Linked DNA regions of Mus musculus: all the other regions are linked to region 2. A link is a contact called in public Hi-C and HiChIP or PLAC-seq data. All regions are on one chromosome and are shown on one strand. Each heading gives the region's core, a stretch centred on a gene start, on an enhancer-like site or on the middle of the called end of the contact. The rest is flanking DNA. Distances are from core to core; before and after follow the strand shown.

The links. A called contact is a pair of places that touch in the nucleus more often than the background predicts. HiChIP or PLAC-seq counts read pairs in DNA pulled down with a chosen protein or histone mark.
Region 1: a Hi-C map of cortical neurons shows a contact between it and region 2, with 2.2 times the contacts expected there. The contact joins the enhancer-like site here to the promoter of Mgat5 in region 2. A contact is called at or near these places in 4 of 39 promoter capture datasets (the C10 cell line, hippocampal neurons and liver), 8 of 484 Hi-C or Micro-C datasets (the HPC-7 cell line, LSK cells, cardiomyocytes and 5 more), 13 of 115 datasets of contacts at active chromatin or transcription factors (the SCID.adh cell line, T-cell acute lymphoblastic leukemia, bone marrow-derived macrophages and 10 more) and 2 of 9 other capture datasets (adipose tissue and embryonic tail).
Region 3: a contact with region 2 is called in an H3K4me3 HiChIP or PLAC-seq map of the SCID.adh cell line, with 30 read pairs. The contact joins the enhancer-like site here to the promoter of Mgat5 in region 2. A contact is called at or near these places in 12 of 39 promoter capture datasets (3T3-L1-derived adipocytes, the C10 cell line, the HPC-7 cell line and 7 more), 13 of 484 Hi-C or Micro-C datasets (B cells, the C2C12 cell line, DN2 thymocytes and 9 more), 34 of 115 datasets of contacts at active chromatin or transcription factors (CD8 T cells, the SCID.adh cell line, T-cell acute lymphoblastic leukemia and 23 more) and 4 of 9 other capture datasets (adipose tissue, liver, macrophages and 1 more).
Region 4: an H3K4me3 HiChIP or PLAC-seq map of neural progenitor cells shows a contact between it and region 2, with 40 read pairs. The contact joins the enhancer-like site here to the promoter of Mgat5 in region 2. A contact is called at or near these places in 16 of 39 promoter capture datasets (3T3-L1-derived adipocytes, the C10 cell line, the HPC-7 cell line and 9 more), 2 of 15 datasets of contacts at CTCF or cohesin (CD8 T cells and large pre-B cells), 21 of 484 Hi-C or Micro-C datasets (B cells, CD4 T cells, CD4 single positive thymocytes and 13 more), 37 of 115 datasets of contacts at active chromatin or transcription factors (the 230-238 cell line, CD8 T cells, the NIH/3T3 cell line and 27 more) and 4 of 9 other capture datasets (adipose tissue, liver, macrophages and 1 more).

The regions. Positions count from the first base shown.
Region 1 is chr1:127,030,383-127,034,801 of GRCm38.p6, forward strand. No RefSeq gene overlaps it. Among named protein-coding and RNA genes, the nearest start is that of Gm41945, 8.1 kb to the left of the region's middle. Within about 2 kb of position 1,404, at least 9 of the 459 cell types and tissues checked have an H3K27ac peak or open chromatin away from gene starts, as enhancers often do. A contact at or near this core is called in cortical neurons and hippocampal neurons, where this site is marked.
Region 2 is chr1:127,202,452-127,207,238 of GRCm38.p6, forward strand. It overlaps Mgat5 (mannoside acetylglucosaminyltransferase 5), which reads left to right and starts at 2,535. Exons shown (of 18, transcript NM_145128.3): 1 at 2,535-2,976.
Region 3 is chr1:127,361,660-127,365,896 of GRCm38.p6, forward strand. Mgat5 (mannoside acetylglucosaminyltransferase 5) reads left to right here. Exons shown (of 18, transcript NM_145128.3): 5 at 3,489-3,565. Among named protein-coding and RNA genes, the nearest start is that of Gm23734, 11 kb to the right of the region's middle. Within about 2 kb of position 2,277, at least 20 of the 459 cell types and tissues checked have an H3K27ac peak or open chromatin away from gene starts, as enhancers often do. A contact at or near this core is called in the N1E-115 cell line, the SCID.adh cell line, T-cell acute lymphoblastic leukemia and 2 more, where this site is marked.
Region 4 is chr1:127,378,012-127,382,510 of GRCm38.p6, forward strand. The region is part of intron 6 of Mgat5 (mannoside acetylglucosaminyltransferase 5); the gene reads left to right. Among named protein-coding and RNA genes, the nearest start is that of Gm23734, 5.1 kb to the left of the region's middle. Within about 2 kb of position 2,975, at least 58 of the 459 cell types and tissues checked have an H3K27ac peak or open chromatin away from gene starts, as enhancers often do. A contact at or near this core is called in the CH12 cell line, the N1E-115 cell line, the NIH/3T3 cell line and 9 more, where this site is marked.

The DNA of each region.
Region 1 (4,419 bases), core at 154-2,653, 170 kb before region 2:
TCTACCTCTGGAACAACTTTAGCTCCAAATGCAACCTATCCCATTCTGGTCTCAGTTCACTTAAAATGTTAAGTGAACCCAAGGGGAAAACTCTAGGTATGTCTTCTCCTCCTTAGAAAAGGGAAGTCTGTGCTTGAATTGCCCACCAAGCCAATAAAAGCTGGGAAGCCTGCAGGGCCTCCCATTGCTGCTACAACAAGTTGCCACACGTTTGGAGGCTTAAACAACACAAATGTTTTTTTCTCTCGCCCACAGCTCTGGAAACCAGCGGTGCACAATCAGTCTCAGTGGGCTACAGTTAATACATAGGCAAGGCTGACTACCAACAGATTTGTATAAGTTAGGGCACCACAGATTAACTATCCAATCTCCTCTGCTCTATAAAGTTACCTGTCTGTGGAGGGATTTCCCATCATATACACAGTCCTAATGGTACTCAGATAGAAGGGGCTTGGACATACAAGCTGTGCGTCTTTTAGCAAGGTGAGAATAGACAGGAAACAGATTGTAGAACAGCACAAGAGCAAATATGTGATGGATCCTGTCTAGACAAGTAAAAATAAAAGTAGGGAGAGAAGGGGCACTGGGGATGCAACTCAATTGGTAGAGAGCTTGGCTAGCATACGGGAAATCCTGGGTTCAACCCCTAGCACCACATAAGCCAGGTGTAGCTCATGCCTGGAATCCCAGCCCTTGGGAAGTAGAGGTAAGACTGACAATACAAGATTATAACTCAGACACATGGTGAGTTCAAGGACAGCCTCGAATGCATGAGACCTATTTCAAAATAAAGATGAAGAAGAAAAGTGGTGTGTGGGCAGAGAAGGGAGAGTTCAAAAAGCAGGTGGGCTCAGCTGTGAAGGATAAAGATCTGTTCCTAACAGGTGTACCAGATGAAACTGAATTCACATCCCTAAATAAATGACTAATGCTTTAATCTAGTCCACAACCGAATTCCAGAAAAGCAAGAAATTAAATCCAGGCAGAATCAATCACTTAACCAACCATTTAGAAACCTTCATGCTTTAAGAGAACACCTACAAAGCCCCTGACCTGTGCCTAAAGCCAGCTGCATCCTGGCTTAGAAATCACAGTGAGTTCGCAGAACCTGTTTGCTTTAAAATCATACCAGGAGGGGGCAAAAGGATGTATGGGGTTTCTGGGAGAAAAAAAATAGTTATAATATTGTGGAGATAGTATAGTAGCTGAATTCACCCATCAGCCAGTCGCCCAGGGCTCTAGGTAGCTGCTTTTTAATCTCACACTGCAATATAGAACTGCAGGCTGGTGTGAAACATGAAGAAAAGGGGGGAGGGGGAGGGCAATGATTAAAGCAAGTGCAGAATAGAAAGGGAGCAAGCAGGAAGCGGCCCGTGAAGTTCCAGCTGGCTAGCCATGAGAGATCTCAGCTCTATTTGCAGTTGGAGTGGTGGACGTGTGGGTGGTGGTGGCAGTTGGGGTGGGGGCTGCCTCCCTCCCTCCCTCCCTCCCTCCTTCCCTCAACATTCCTCTTTCATGGATTCTAGGGTGGGCTCAGCACCAGGGACTGAGCAACAAACCAGTTCTGGAAGCTCAGAATGTGCAAAGATTTATATTTATATATTTCTTTTTTTCTTTCTCCAAATAGTACATGCACAAATTCTGTAAAACAGGTTTTGAGGGTGCTTGTTGTGAACAACAGCGCTTTTTAGGGAGCTACCAATGATGGATAGCTGTTCCTGTTTCTTTGGATACTAATCTGGGAGACCTCCTGGCTCACATACCAGCACACTAGTCCCTATTTCCAGGAGTTTATTAATCTGTGTGTCCTTTATCGGAAAGAGGAAGAACCATGCATGGTATGTGTGTGGTCTATAGTGTTGTCATACGTGTGATGTGGTGTGTGGTATATGCAAGTAGAGGTGGGAGGAAGACATGGAGTGGCCTGCTCTATGGATCTCTGCCTTATTCCCTTGAAACAGTCTCTACCTGAACCTAAAGATAAGATGGCATGCAGAAAATCCCAATGATCCTCCTGTCTCCTCCACCCCTAACAATGCAGAGGTTATTGGTCCATAGGGTGTTGGGCCTTAAGTCCTCCTGCTTGTGAAGCCCATGCTCTTACCCAGTGAGCCATCTCCCCTGTGTCTCATGTAGTCAGAATTGACCTTGAGCTTCTGATTCTCCTGCCTCCGTGTTGAAAGTGCTGGGACTGCAGATACGCACCACAATGCCCAGTTTATGTGATGCTAGAGATTGAACTCAGGCCTTCACAAATGCTGAGCAAGCACTTCATAAACTGAGTTACATCCCCAGCCCCTACTTTTCAGTTCTTTCAAATAATCTACCTGTTATTGAATGTGGTAGGAAACCATGGATATGGTACCTACACAGGCCCTGACAGACAATCCAACGAGTTTAGTCTGAACTTTGAACCAAACTTTGCATGGTCGCAGGTGGCACTGTTGCCAATATTGCTTTCTTTGTCTTCTCTGTCTTCTCAAAAAAAAAACAAAACAAAACAAACAAACAAAAAACAAAACAAACAAACAAACAAAAAACCGGTTTCATCACCTGGCTAAGTGGAGTTCTCAGAATCTGATTTGCTTCTGCAAGGGAACCCTGTCATTTGGGCATGACATTGTGCTGTCCTTTTAACTCTCAGAAGTTGTGACCTGCACAAGACTGGGAGCCTTCATGACCTGACATAGAGTTGGGGAGGGATTCATAATGTTCCACCCTCCCCAGGATTTATAGACCACTAATAGTTGCTGAGAAAGAGGCATTTTCCCCAGTGGTACAGACACCCTAAAGTCTTCCTGACAAACCAAAGTTCCATTCATCATAGTTAACCAAGTAAATTTTTGGGGCTTATCTACAAAGTGTGGGTGAGGGATTACTGGCAGACATGGGTGCCCAAAATCACTGGAAGACCTGCTGCAACACGTACAATAGCTTCTAATAGATAGCTACATAGATAGTGCCTCCTTTCCTTAGTCTTTCCTAGCCTACACACTCTAGAGACTCTACCTCTCAAGACCCAGCTGTCATGTGCAAATGCTGCAGAATTGCATGCAAATGGCTGAGAGGAGAGGCAGGATACTCAGGTGATGGTCCAGTGACCCTTCCTGCCTCCTTTCCCTGAGATAATATTTCAACAGTCCACAGTCCCAACCCATGCTTCCCTGCACTGATGAACCCTAGTAAGTAGGTACGTCTGATCTCATGAAGATGGAGGCTCAAAGGATAGCACCTTACAACCCCTCATCCATGTTTCTTTGAGTAATCCATTACCGTTGCTCCTGGAGGTGACCCTAATCGAACTCGTTGGCTTACCAAACTAGGTAGGTACAATCATTTCTTTGGTTTGTGGTATTGTTCTATATCTGAGGTGAGGAGACATTTGTTCATGTCATCTCAGAAAATGCACAAACAACATTCTGGGAGCTTCTGGGTTCTAGAGAGGTATTTTGTTGGGTTTTGATTTGCCCAAATAAACTCTACTTGATAAAATTGGCCAAGGGTATTTTGCCTACCCTATATACCCTAGCCCTTTACTTCTTCCTCTATCTATAAATAGACTCTGTTTTCACCTTCTCACTCAAAGATTGAAGGAATATTTTTAAACTGAGACATGGGCCAGTGAAAATCATTTCACAGAATGTTAATATATAGGTCCTAAAAAGTGTTTCCTATCTAAATAAATGTACAACATCATGTGTCAATCAAATGGAACAAATTGCTCCATAACGGATGCTCTGATGTGCAGACACATGCTGGGAAGCTCTAAGGGATATCTGATGCAAGCATTTCTTAGGCCTTTGATCACAGAAATGTATGGGGCTGGGGCTTTTTCCTGTGGAACAGATATCCACCTTTTAGGTAAATGCTTATAAAAAGGGGAAGAGGCTGGGGATGGGGGATGGTTCAGTTAGTAAAGTACTTCCCATACAGGCATGAAGACCTGAATTCAATGCCCAGAACTCAAACAAAAAAGCTAGGAATGGTGAAGCACATTTATAATCTTAATTCTGGGTGGATGGGATAGGCAGAACCCCAAGGCTTGCTGACAGGCTGGTCTAGCCAAGCCAGCAAGCTCCAGGTTCTATTGGGGCCCCTTTCCACCAAAAAATAACAGCAGTGGACAATCACTGAGGAATGACTGTGAAGGTTGACCTCTGTGAAGGTTGATGCACACGTGCGCGCACACACATTTATACATATATAAAAGAAAAAGAAGGAAGAAGAAGCAGGCTTTTGTTTGTAGGTCTGCTAGGACCAGCAAACTTCTCTTTTGACAAAGACACTGTACCCTCTGAACAGTAGAAACTTGTTGGGGCTAGCACAGAGACCTCATAAGGTCTGTACAAAGATATCATGAAAATGTAAAAGACATAGAAGGAAAACACTGGTCACTCACTTCCCACAGCTTAAGTAAGT
Region 2 (4,787 bases), core at 1,285-3,784:
TCCTACAAAGCTGTATTTGCTCATGGCATTAGTCATAGCAATAAGAGGAAACTAGAATTCTGCCCCAATTGCACAGGGCCCTGTGGTCTTGGGAGACACCAGGGTATATAGATTAGATTCACCGAAGGGTTAATATACGCAGACTAGATAACTTCGAGGAAGTCACCGTCCAGGCTGGGGTGTGGCTGATTTGAGATCAACTTTTTTTATTGGTTCTGGGGATGAACTAGCCACCACTAGTTCATTTTGCCACCACTGTCCTCTCTGCAAGGAAGAGTCCCTTTTGCAATTATTCAGATAGTATATTCAGTCCCTTGGTATGTACATGTTCCTGTGGAGGTCAGAGGTCAACCTTAGGTGTTATTTCATAGATGCCCACTTTATTTATTGAGGCAGGTTCACTTACTTTTACCTGGAACCCTCCAAGTTGGCTATGCTTGCTGGCCAGCAAGCTACAGGGATCCATCTGTCTCCTGGGCCCCAGTGCTGGGATTACAAGCATGCTCCACAAAGCCTGGTTCTTTACATATGGGTTCTAGGGATGGAATTCAGGTCTTCCTGATCACACAAGCAAGCACTCTACTGACTGAAGCATCTCCCCAGCTCCAGTAAATTAATGCTTTTACTCTATCGAAAGAACAATTGAAGTAATATTAATTTCTCCCTAAGAACATGCAATATATTTATGTAAATGAAAAGAATAGATAAGAGAGATTATGCATATGTGTACATATGAATTTACTATTTTACTTATATCATATTTTATTTCTTTATATATGTATGTGCTTTGGGTTAAAGAATCTGAAATAACTATATAGAATATCCTCTATAAAGTTTAAGTGATGAATGTCTTTCAGACAACCAGGTTGGTACAGTTAGGAACGGTCTGGTCCATGGGACTTGGCTTTCTAAAGAATCTATTATGATTATAATCTATAACCAGCACAGAAAGTCCTGGCCACCAGATGTCACCATTTTTCTTGAGACACTTTTTTTGGCTTGCAAGGAAGAATGCCTCAGAATATTCCTAGGGTTTCCAGAAAAGCTCATCCTGTGCACCCCAATTTCCTCGGTGTCCTTGGACCCCACTTGGACTGTCTCTGACACCTGGAAGCTCTTCTGATCCAGAAGTAGCCCAGCCTCTTCCTCCAGGTGGATGTTAAAGAAGGGCTGATTTCATTTGTGTACATTCCCAGGGTGCTCCAAGCAGGAGACAACACCACAGGTGTGTTCTATGAAGGACCTGGGTGTCAAGAGCTCTTACTCACTGGCTGTGTAGCCGAGAGGGCTACTTCACAAAACGCAGAAGAGGAACTAAATTGTTTCTAGTGTTAAAAAAAAAAATCCAAAATTCTATAATCCCCAGGTTTAAAATAATTCTGCCGGGGATGTGGAGGGGGGCAAGTTAGGGTGAAATTAGCCTAAGAACGGAGCTGTGAAACAAGGTTGAAGAAATTCTGCAGGATAAACCCTTCTACTGTAACTGGATATAGCGATGGCTCACAGGAGCAGAACTTCCTGTCATTTACACCCCGGGTAATCCATCAGTCCACCCTCCTTCCATTCCAGACAACACTTAACCAGGATCTATAATGCTCCGTGATGTAAATGCACGGCCAGCTCCCTGGAGGGTGGCCGATTGAATATTGCTTGCTAGTCAGTGTTTCATTGTGGTGCCCTCAGGGCAGGAGATGTGTTTTATTTCTGTTTGAATTTACAAGAGTACGGTGTTAAGCTGTCCAGGCTGCTCATAAAACGCAGACTGAGCAGAGAAAAAGAAGCACATTAGAAAAATTGTGTGCCTACTGTGTACCAGTCACTGCCAAACCCTTTACAAATATTTCATTACATTTTCACAATAATGTCATGGAGCAGCCGTTATTGCCCTCATTAATAGAGCCGCTAAGAGGATCCGGATAAATGACTTGCTCAGGGTCACCAAAGCCAAGGGTGTGATGCTTGTAATTCCTGTACTCAGGAGATGGAGGCAAGAAGATCCAGAGTTCGAGGGTATGCTCTGTTAAAAGCAAGTTCATCGAGGCCAGTCTGGGTTAGGTAAGACTGCACCACCCCCCCCCCCCCCCATCACAAAATAAACAAATACAAATCTGTTCAGTTAAAAAAAAAAAGACACGGGACAGAAATTCCTACTGTTTTTGCCAATCTACTCTATAAAGTATAAAAATGGAGCTCAGGGCGTTTGTTAAAAGTTGGCAAGACCCCCTAAACAGTTGAGCCCGCCATCTCCTCCCCACTGGTTTCACTCCTGAAAGGTCCCTGTCCTGAGGAGGCCCAGAGACCATCACTCTGGAGAATGCACTGTATGTAACAGTAATTGTACCCTGCCCCTGACCTTGCTAGAGTATTATTTACTCAGCTCCCTCGGTCTAGCTCTCTGCCTGTTTCTCCTTGGGCTGCGGAATGGAGCGGCTTCAAGTCCTCCTGTACAGGGTCTAGAGTTTGCAGACGATCCCCGAGAAGCCGAGGCGTTCCGAATTGGCTGAGCGCTCTGCCGGGGTGGGCGGGGAATTTGCGGAACGTCCGTGGCCCGGAATCCCTTTGCCTTGGAGAGCGGCGCGAGCCTAGAAGCTGAGAGAAGTTGGGTAGGTCGATCCGGGAAGGGTAGCAGAAACCTCGAAAAGATCTCCTAACCATTCTGTCCTGATCGTTTGGACTCAGGAGGAACGTCCCTGCTTGCGTCTAGGGGCGGAAGGTGGACGCGCTGCGCACGGCCCCGACAGGGCTGGTAGTTTTCAGACCGTCCCTGCCGAGGCCCGCTCGCCCGGCAGCCCTGCGGCTCCCGCGGTGGCGGCGGCGGCCCCAGGCTCGATCTAGCCCAGGTAGCCGCATCTCAGTCTCAGGGGGCGCTCTGACCCCGCTCCTGGCTGTGCCTGGGACCTCTGTTCCTGGAGCAAGGCTGCTGGAGAGTGAACCCGACTGCTACTGATGGTGCTTCTGCTGCTCCCCTACTAGCAGGTAAGAGCTGCTGCAGGGTCGAGCGATCGATTCAGAAGCTCGCCATCCCCCTTCGGGGAGATGCACGGACTGTGGATCGCGGGGGGACGCGTGGGGGATGTTAGGGGAGATGAGGCAGCCCTTATCCGGCCCAACGCTGACACCGGGGGCTGCGTGGGTGGATGTTCTGGCCGTGTTTGATTTGGGACGGGGGTGGGAACCCCAGAGTACAACCGAGGGACCCGCTTGGAGGGTCCACCACCTGCTCAGAGGCATCCCCTCTCATGGGACCCCGAAGATCTTCTCTAGCCTCTGAGGCTTTTAGGCTTCCAAGGAACTGTCCAGAAGGGGCTCGGGTGGCGTGGGCTGGAGGCGAGAAGCTGAGATTGGCATTTTGGACGCTGGGACCGCGATGAAACCAGAAACCAGGATGCCAGCGTGGGCCGGGCTAGGGTCCTGGGGATCCGAGAGCTCAGCGTGAGATGTGCCTTGAGCCAGTTGGAAGGAAGAATGAAGAGTGGGACCCCAGGTCCCTGGGGAGAAGGGATATAAAGATCCAAAGCTCCAGGCTGAAAGGTCAAGAAGACCCTTCGTAACCTAGAGAGCCTTAGGGACAGCCCGCCCCGGCCGCGATCCTGCCGGCGTGCACCCACGACTGGGAGATGGCAGAGGCTGCGGGATGTAAGGGCGACACCCGCGTACACACTCCCCCAGAGCATGCTCAGTGCGGTCCTGGGAACTTCCTGCCGAGTCGCCAGGCCAGCCTCTTTGGTCCCCTTTGGGGCCGCAGCTCGCTAAATTGGGGGTAGGGGGTGTGCGAGTGGGGAATCTCTGTACCCTCTTGTTCACCCTTTCTCGTCCCTCGGCCTCTGCCTGGCCTGTGACGGGCACCAGGGTTCTGCTTTCCAGAGCCACTCTGGCCTCTGGAGACGGGGGCGTGGATGTCATACCCTTGCTCCCTGAGGGTGGAAGACCAGAGGCCTGGTGACGCGTCGGTCTGCCAGGTGGACCCACTCTCAGGGAACGCAGGGCGCTCAGTCGCGCCCATTTACTCTGTGATGGGAGCAGGTTGGGTGGAAGGGGGTGTGTGAGCCCGACAACATTCGCGCGCTCCCAGTCGATGTCACACACAAAGCCACCGCAGGGAAAGAGGGAAGGGGTGGCGCTTGTATTTTTTTGTTCAGTGGCTTTTGGAGCACTCTTGAGCTGTGTGTGTGTGTGCCTGTGCGCGCGTGTGTGTGTGTGTAAGTGTGTAAGTGTAAGACCCAGAGGATGCCTTCTGATTTGCTGAGGTTGCCTGGTCTGGATCTAGAGCTCAGTAATTCCTGGCAGTAGTTTCCAGGCCTCGGCTTGGTGTTTGAATCTGGTCCTGGGTGCCTCTGGGGCTGTGAAGTTGGGAAGCAGCAAACTGAGGTTTGTGTGGGTTTTCCCGTGTAATGGCAAAGTCACATCTGTAACTACACTTGGATATAAGGTTAGATCAAATTCGAATCTACCGAGTTCTAAGTGGAAAGCAAGTTCGTTAACTGACCTATCTCTAGTTTGTTGTCAAGACCGGTGGGATCCACCACCCTGGACTTGTGGGAGACCCTTTGTCCCTGAAACAGAGCTCTATCTCAGTCAAGAAAGTCAAACCATCTCATACCTGTCTTCTACGAATTTTCCCACCCTCCCTTAGTTCCTCTAAATCATTTTGTGGCTGTCGCTCAGTGCTGAGATGGGAAGGCTTAAGTCTGATTCTGTTAGGATCAGAACAAAGCTCTCCCCTTTAGAGGACATTTTAGTTTTTCTTCTGTTTACAATTTAATGTCCATATGATAAACTTACTTGAT
Region 3 (4,237 bases), core at 1,027-3,526, 160 kb after region 2:
TTTTCACCCTGAACCATCTCTCCAGGCCCCTGTATGGCAATGTGTTTTCATGTAAATTTCTGTTCAGTTTTATAGTATTTGCACACAGGTAATGCCCTAGCTTTGAGTTCTTACTTAGCAAGTCCAGGAGGCCATCGAAGGTGCCTTTCTAAGCAGAATACTATTTGGTCGGTTTACCCCACACTCTCTCTGCTCATGTTTCCTATACAGAGTATGAATGAAGTGACTGTGGTGTGTGCCTGTGAATACTAGACACAGTTGGGTAGAAAGAATCCTGATCTAGAAGGAAAATCTGTGCTGGAGAGATGGCTCAGTGCGCTTGCCACACGATCATGAGGACCAGTGTATGTCTCTTATGCCAGTGTTCCTGCAGCAAGATTAGGGGTGGAGACAGAGTCCCCAGAAACTCAGGAATAAGTTAGTCTGGCATTACACAGCAGTGGATGAGAGACCCTGTTTCAAACAAGACAGAAGATGAGTACTGACACCTGGGGTTGCCCTCTGACCTCCACGTGCCATGCTTGGTGTGTAAATGTTCACACACGCAGAGCCACACTCACACACGTGCATACCCCCAAAGGATAAAGCTTTATGGTAGAGATTCATGGTGCCTTCAAAAGAGGAAGGGCTTCATGAGTTTGATTTGTTTCCTCATTGAACTAGGGATCTTTTTCATCTCTCCAGGCTCTAGTTTTAGGAATCAGAAAAGGCAGAGGGTCAGCATATATGCTTGTGGGGAGTCTCCTGTAAAGTATGAGGCAGATGGTGCTTCCACTCTTTCAGCTAAAATCTAGAAAAACTAATAAAATACAAGACATGTGTTTCAAAGTGCTGTAGAAGTTGATAGGATGCTATTTGAAAAATAAAAATAAAAAGAGCGCCATTGGAGAGAATCATATAGCAGATTCAAGCTGATCTCACAGATACACCATGCTCTCTCTCATTGTGGTTCTACATTTCATACAGATACAGAACATCATGTATGTATGTGTATGCATATGAGATATGAAATAAAGCTACAGCGAGGGGAAACATGATGAGAGTTAAGTAAATAACTTAAAAAAAAAAAATCCCATCATTTCAAAATAGAAACTCTGACTTGGGAACCCTTTGGATTTGGGATATTCTGTTAGGAATGTACAACCTAATGTCAAGCCTGTGAACATATAAAGAACTGTGAAGTCTGAACCAGGGGTCTCAAGCATCTTAAACAAGGGACACTCAATCTGTGTGACTCCGAAGGGGCTGCAAGTAGATTTTGTGGATTAGCTACACCTTGGTTTCCCCGGCCCTTTGGGAGCAGACAGCTTCCTGTGACCTTGAGATCTTCTGCAGAGATTAAGTGATGTGCTGGTTGGTTGGTGCACTTCAGCTTCACACAAAGCTAGGCAGATCTGGGAAGAGAGAATTAAGGAAATGCCTCCATAAGATTGGCTTGTTGGAGCCGGGCGTGGTGGCGCATGCCTTTAATCCCAGCACTCGGGAGGCAGAGGCAGGCGGATTTCTGAGTTCGAGGCCAGCCTGGTCTACAGAGTGAGTTCCAGGTCAGCCAGGATGACACAGAGAAACCCTGTCTCAAAAAACAAAAACAAAAACAAAACAAAACAAAAACAAACAAAAAAGATTGGCTTGTTGGGATGCCTATGTGCTCTTGTCTTAATTAAGGATGGATGTGGTGTGAAGGTGGCCCTAGGTTGTAGGAGAAAGCAGCCAGCACAAGTCATGAGGGTCATGCAAGCCAGTAAGCAATGTTCATTCGTGGCTCTGTTTCAGCCTCTTCCTCCAGGTTCCTGACCTACTTGAATTCCAGCCTTGGCTTCCTTTTGGGCCGAGAGCCAAATTTGGGGTTGATCATGTTGTTTTATCACAGCAGCATAAAAGTAACTAAAACATCTGTCTGAGACTTCGTTGTAGAAATTCACTTTTCTCCATGGTGTGAAATAGGCCTAGACAAAGTTTTTCCAAATAGAGAATAAGTTGTATTGAGTCATTTCTAACAGGAGATGATCTTTCACCTTGAGCAGTTCCCTCTGATTTACTTATAGGTTCTTACAGCCAAGCTGGCAGAGGAAAGTGCTTGCAAGAGCTGTATCTCCAGGCCAGATGTCGAGATCGCTGGCTTCTGGCTGGTGCCAAGCACTGGGCCAGTGGCGGAGCTTGCATGGACTCCCTCTGCAGGGGCCATCTGATAAGATGGCCACGTGTTCCTATCAGGTGTACAAGGAGAAACGCTGCCTTGTTGTACATACAAAACAGCTGCTGGAGACTCTTTATCTTTTAAGAGGAAGTACGTACGAGGTACCAGGGGCAGAGTGTCACCCTCCCTCCTGAAGATGCTTATCCTGGCTGTTGGCAGCAGAGCTAGATAGGAAGATTTGGCTCAGTTTCCAGTGGGAGGACAGACAGATGGCCATAGTTCCCAAAGTTTAGGGGCGGGGATTGTAAGCTCATTTTTGTCTGTTCTTCTCACCGCCCCTTTAAAACCACGATGGGAAGATAACCAGGTACTTTTAACCTATCAGATGCCATTCAGTTCTAAATAAAAGTCAAGGTGATTGGGTTCTTAAAATGAACCGTTGCAGAGTCTGGAGAGGTGATCATGGGGAAATGCTTACAAAGATCTGTCTAATCCCCACTATGGTAGGAAGCCACATGTGTTGGCACATACTTGTAATCCCAGCACTAGGGAGGTAGAGGCAGGAAGAACCCTGGGACTTGCTGGACAGCCAGCCTAGCCTATGCAGTGAGTTTCAGGCCAGTGAGAGACCATATCTCAATAAAATAAAACAAAAACTATGGAATGTTCCTGAGGAATGTCACATGAGATTGTTCGCTAGCCTCCCCTGCATGCACGTATGAGCACAAGCAGATGGGGGGCGGGGTGAAGAGTGACTGTCATAGATGCTGACATACCTTTCTTTGTAAGGACTGCTAAGATCCCAGAAAATCTCCTTGTTGATGGCATGGCCCCAGTCATAGTTAGGGTTTCTATTGTGTGAAGAGACACCATGACCACAACAACTCTTATAAAGGACACCATTTAACTGGGGCTGGCTTGCAGTTCAGAGGTTCAGTCCATTATTGTGGTGGCATGCAGGCAGATGTGGTGCTGGAGAGGTAGCTGAGAGTTCCACATCCGGATCTGCAGGCAGCACCGACAGTGAGCCACTGGACCTGGCTTGAGCCTCTGAAACCCCAGAGCCCACCCCAAGTGATGCACTTCCTCTAACAAGGCCCCATCTCCAATGATGCTGCTCCCTGTGAGTCCGTGGGGGCCATTTTCATTCTTACCACTACTCCCCTGACTCCCAGCAACAGTGTTCTGCTGTGGTGGCAGCCATACCTGTAGCTGGAGGGGTTGCATGGATCAGAACCTTGCCTCCACGGAGAACTCTCTATTTCAGTTTGTCCTTCAGCCTACGTGGACTGTGATGTTGGGCTTCTGTGTTATGGTTCTCATGGTTTCTTTTGTTTCCCATTTTTTGCAGATATCATTAATGGAGTTCAGGAAAAATGTGTATTGCCTCCTATGGATGGCTACCCCCACTGCGAGGGGAAAATCAAGGTAAAGTAGAAGTTATGTCTGTTCATCCCAACACCCTCCATCGTTTTCCGCTCCCAAAGATGCCAGTGGGCTTCTGAGCCTTGAAGCGAATCCTTTCTAGACCGTTTCTGTCCTATTAGTGGTAGCCCTTCTCTGCCACTCCCGTGGGATGCAGGTCAGCAGTAGCTGTCAGCAGTCAGGCTGAGAACCTGGACCACTTCTGCTGTCTGCTCTGTGTTTCCTAGCCCTTCATCTTCAGGTGATCCTTCAGGTTCCAACATCAAGGGAGCTTAGTTAGAATTCTCCCATCTTCCTGGATCCCCAGAGTCCTGCTCCATGTCCAGACTATGACATAGATGTGATATCTGCATAAGCAAATGAGTGCCCAGACACACTTGGCCGCCCATTCTCAACTCTGTGCACTCCCACTGATGATCAAACCCAAGGTCTCCAGAATGCTAGGCAAGGCCTCCATGCTGAGCCGCAGCCCAGCCTGTTGTGTGTAATCTGTGCAAGTGAACATGTATGTGCGTGTAGGTATGGAGGCATTATGTGTCATTCCTTGGGCGCGGTCCAGCTTTTCCTTCAGACGGGGTCTCTCACTGGCCAGGAGCTCAGCCAGCAGGTTGGCCTGGCTGTTCCCAGAGCTGCTATTCCCAGGCCACACCTGCATTTCTGACCTTTTCTTCTTTT
Region 4 (4,499 bases), core at 1,725-4,224, 180 kb after region 2:
TATACAGCTTGGGCTATCCTAGAACTCACTGTGTTGACCAGGCTAGCCCAGAACTCAGAGATCAACCTGCTTCTGCCTCCAGAGCACTGGGATTAACTATGTCTGCTACTATGCCTGGTGGTTGGTTCTGATCGTGTGTGTTACCTGGAAAGGGTAGCATGAGATCCTGCCTGGTGTCAGCCATACACTAGGATAAAACAGCCTCGTCTACATTAGCAAGAGAGGAGACCAAAACTGAGGCTCTGTCCATAGAAACGAGCACTGGCCCAGAGAGAGCAGGCCCTTAAGGACTGCAGGTTGCACCTTCCCAGCCTCTCCTGTTAGTGTTGACAGCGTCCTGCTTCCTCCTTTCACCTCCCTCCAGCCCTCTGGGCATCTGTCAGCAGCTTCTTTTTCCTTGAGTGCAACGACTCTTCGATACTGTGGATCTTGAAAAAAAAAACCAGCCTGACCCAGTTAGAACTTTTAGGAACTCATACTGTTTTGATTCACCAGCCTCCTGACAAAACCGAAAAAACCTATTCAGTTCACAGAGGTCTAAATCACCAGGAGGTATGTCAAAATTGTTTTATTTTATGTCTCATCTCTAAAGAAAGCGATGTATAGAGCCCTGTCCTCTGAATATCCATTAGTGTTCCGAGGTTCCGGGCCAGCAAGGCTTCTCTGTCTTGCTCTGCCGCCTCTTCATCTTGCAGCCTGTGGCTAGTGCACTGAAGAGATTAGTTTGTGTCTAAAGAGTTTGCCTTCAGCTTGAACGTGATCTAAGAGCTGCTACTGCCTTATCGAGTCCCGGATGTGTTACCATGAGTTCAGACGGTTTTCCATCTTGCGTTGTGTGCACCTGTTTGTGAGTGTGTACCTGTCTGAGTTGTGAGCCAGGAGGTGGCATGTTCCTGTCACTCTCCACCTTAGTTTTTGGGACGGGATTTCTCGCTGAAACTAGAGCTTGCTGATTCAGCTAGACTGGCTAGGATGCCTCCTGTCGGTACCTTCTCTGCACTGATGTCACAGGCACATACTGACTGACACACCGGGATACGTAACATGAGCTCCAGGGATCAAACTCAGGACCTCACCCATGAGTAGCAAAGCTTTTTAGCCACCGAGCTGTCTCCCAAATCCTGTTTCCAATTGTTTACCGTGGTAAACTCCAGGCTGCCTTTGATGAGTTGTTGCTTCTGAGAGGACTGTGTGCCTGTAAGATTGGAGAGGTAAAGGAGAATGAGCTGCAGTGGCCTCTGCACTGAGGGCCACATGCAGTGAAAAGCCACAACTGAGATGTGTGGCCGAGGCAGCCATGGTGGAGATGTCTGGAGGCAGCCATAGGAACCAGGGACTCTGGGAGCCAGCCTGAGAGGAGCTCTTCCGAACAGTTCCTGTCAACGCAACTCCTATGAGTCAGGGAGTGGGCTCCTCCTGGGGTCAGCTTCATTGATAGGCTGTTACACTGGTGGGCCAAGCTCATTAAGTGACACTGGATGCATCAGATAGAAACTGTAGTTACGTATCAGGAGGTAGAGTTGTCAGCTACAAGCAGTTTCCCTGCATGTTCATTGTGGTGCTTTTATTTAGGAAAGTGTTGCCCTGTGGAAGACAGTTTGCTCATTTCTTGAGTTATTACCAGCTCTGGCCTTCCTCCAATCCTGGTAATCCTCTGAGGTTCCAGGGAAAGGAAAAAAAAATTTTTTTTGTTTTCCCTCTTATTCCCACAGGATAATTGGTTTACATATAATTTAATTATTCCATCAACTAGTTATCCCATCCTTGCGGTGGAAAACAACCTCAGCCCACTCTCCCTTTGTGGGTTAAGGTCTTTATCTATTTTTCCACCATTCCAATCTCATGCAGAGCTGAAATTTCTGCCTAAAAGCTCAATTGGACCACTCTATTTTCCATATTTGCAGAGATGTCCTTGGAGGCAGCAAAGGAGTAGCTAGTGATTTAGAGAAAGAAGAACTAAGAAAAACGGTCAGCTCACAAAAGGAATTACAGCCTTGAGAGTTCTCAAGTGAAGTCCTATTCTAAATCACCTTGGACTGACTATGTTTTCATCAGAGTGAGACCTGAGGGTGGAGGGATGTGAGGGAGGGCATTAGCCATATCCGGGCACACCACAGTTGGTGGTGGTTTTCTTTATTCCTCGTCTTGCTTCATCTTTTCCTATTATATTCTTCATGGGGAGATATTTTTTTCTTATCCTGACAGGTTCCTATATAGGCTTCACTTATCCAGGGACTGTGGAGATGTCCTGTCAGTCAGGCATCTGCTGCTCACACAGGAGGATCTGAGCTGGGCTCTCCAGCACCTACATAAGCCGCTGACTCCAGGGCCTGCACCTGCAGCGCTAGAGCAGGGCAGGCAAAACAGGTGGCTCCCTAGAGCTTGCTGCCCGGCTGAATGAATGAGCCCCAGGTTCACTTACAGAAAGAAAAGGGGGGAGGGGGAGGGAGGGGGAGGGAGGGAAGGAGAGAGAGAGAGGGAGAGAGAGAGAGAGAGAGAGAGAGAGAGAGAGAGAGAGAGAGAGGATGAAGAGTAATGGAGGAAAACATCCAACATCAACTTCTATCATCTGCATGCATGCACATGTGCACACATCTACATATACAGACACACAAACAGGGAAACATACATATATCACATAACAAAGACAATTCAAGTGGGTGAGGATAAAAGTAATTTTTAAAAATGAACTTAGTTGTGTATTTATTTGTAAGGGTTCTTGACATCATGCTGTGTGTGTGTGTGTGTGTGTGTGTGTACATACATAACACTTACATGCATGGCTGAAGGTCTAGCAGTCAAGCCCAGGACCCATCTGAAGCTTTTGTATTATAAATCTGCTTCGTAGGGATGTTTTATTGAGTCCATTTACTAAAACTGAATTGGTGCCAAGTGAATCAGTCTGGCCCAAGAGCAGGAAGCACGGATGTGTGTGGCGTCCCTGGGACTGGCTGAAACGCTGGGCTTAGTCAGGCTGCTCTTCTGCTCCCTTTTCCTGAGCGGTGGAGCTGTGTCTGGTGCCTTTCGTAGTCACCCTGGTGAAGGTCCACGGTGATTTAAGCCGTGGGCCTCAGGCAGCTTAGTATTCTCTCTTTTTATGAGTGAAGGCATTGCACTTTCCCCAGGGGGAGAGTTTCTGAGTAAGCGCGGTCACTCACAAACAGTCACCCAAGTCTAATTTTACTCCACAAGAAGGGGGAATCTTGCACTTTCCCTGCCACCCCTGAAGCCTTGCTGCCCTGAGCTCAGCTGCTTTCTCACCAACAGCAGATGGCTTTATGCAAATATGGCCAGTTATTTTCGGTCACAGTAAATACCACCTCGCATTATGAGTAACTTCTAGATTACTGAAACTGACATGTTTCTTTGAAAACCTACCCAAACCTGAAAGACAGATTTTCTTTTTTTTCTGATTGATCTGCCAACCCAAAAGACTACAGTTCCCCTGAGTCAGTGACTTCCTAAACGATGCTCCTCTGTAAAATCTTACCTGCCGCCCTAACTGAAGAACAGTGATTTCTGGTGCCAGTTCTTGAGCCATCCTTAGTGATGTTGTATGAGTTAATAAAGGGATAACCATGCCAGCACTGAGATTTTGTAGCTATTTTAGATAAAGAGGCCAAATGTCAGAGTCACCCAATGGATTTCTTGTTTTTCCTTTCCTAGAATTTTTTATTTTAATTTTGCATGTGAGATCAGCTCCCTTGGAAGCCAGAAGAAGGGGTCAGATCCCCTGGAGCAGGGGTTCCAGGTAGTTGTGAGCTGCCCCATGTGGGTGATGGGAGAACTGAGCTGTGTCCTTTGTGAGTTCTTCAGTCTCTCTTAACATCTGAGCCATGCCTTGAGCTCCTTCCTAACAATGATTGCTTAATAATTGCTAATTGCTAATCAATAATTATTAATCAACTATTATTAATTAATCAATTATTAATCTCTGGTAGCTTTTCTTGAAGAAATATATATAAGCCCAGTCTTTCTCCTCCTTCCTTTCTTCCTCCCCCCAACAGTCAGGTGTGTTCAGCCTGTGCCTGTAAGCCACAGATGCTCAAGAGAACTGTGAATGCAAGCTCACACAAAATTATAGACTTGCTTAAAGCATTATGGAGTGTGTGTGTGTGTGTGTGTGTGTACTTTGTAGTTGCCTTAATGTTAGAAGGTTGGACACAGCTTGTGTGCAGACAGACCCTTCTGTGGAAGAACTCTTGTAAGATCACTGAATAGATATGTAATCCATTTCTATTTTGCTGTTGTTAGAGACAGGGTCTCTTGTAGTTCAAGCTGGCCTAGAACTTGTTATATAGCCTAGAACATCTGATCTACCTGCTGTCACAACCTGGGTACTGGCATGACCAGTGTGAGCCACCAGTCCTGCATTACCCATCTTATTTCTTGAGGCAGTGTCAGGCAAATACCCAGAAAACAAACCTTGACTAATTAGCATTAAACTATGGTTTGCATTCCTGATCCTCAAAGCAGAGAATAATTTTTTTTGGCCTGAA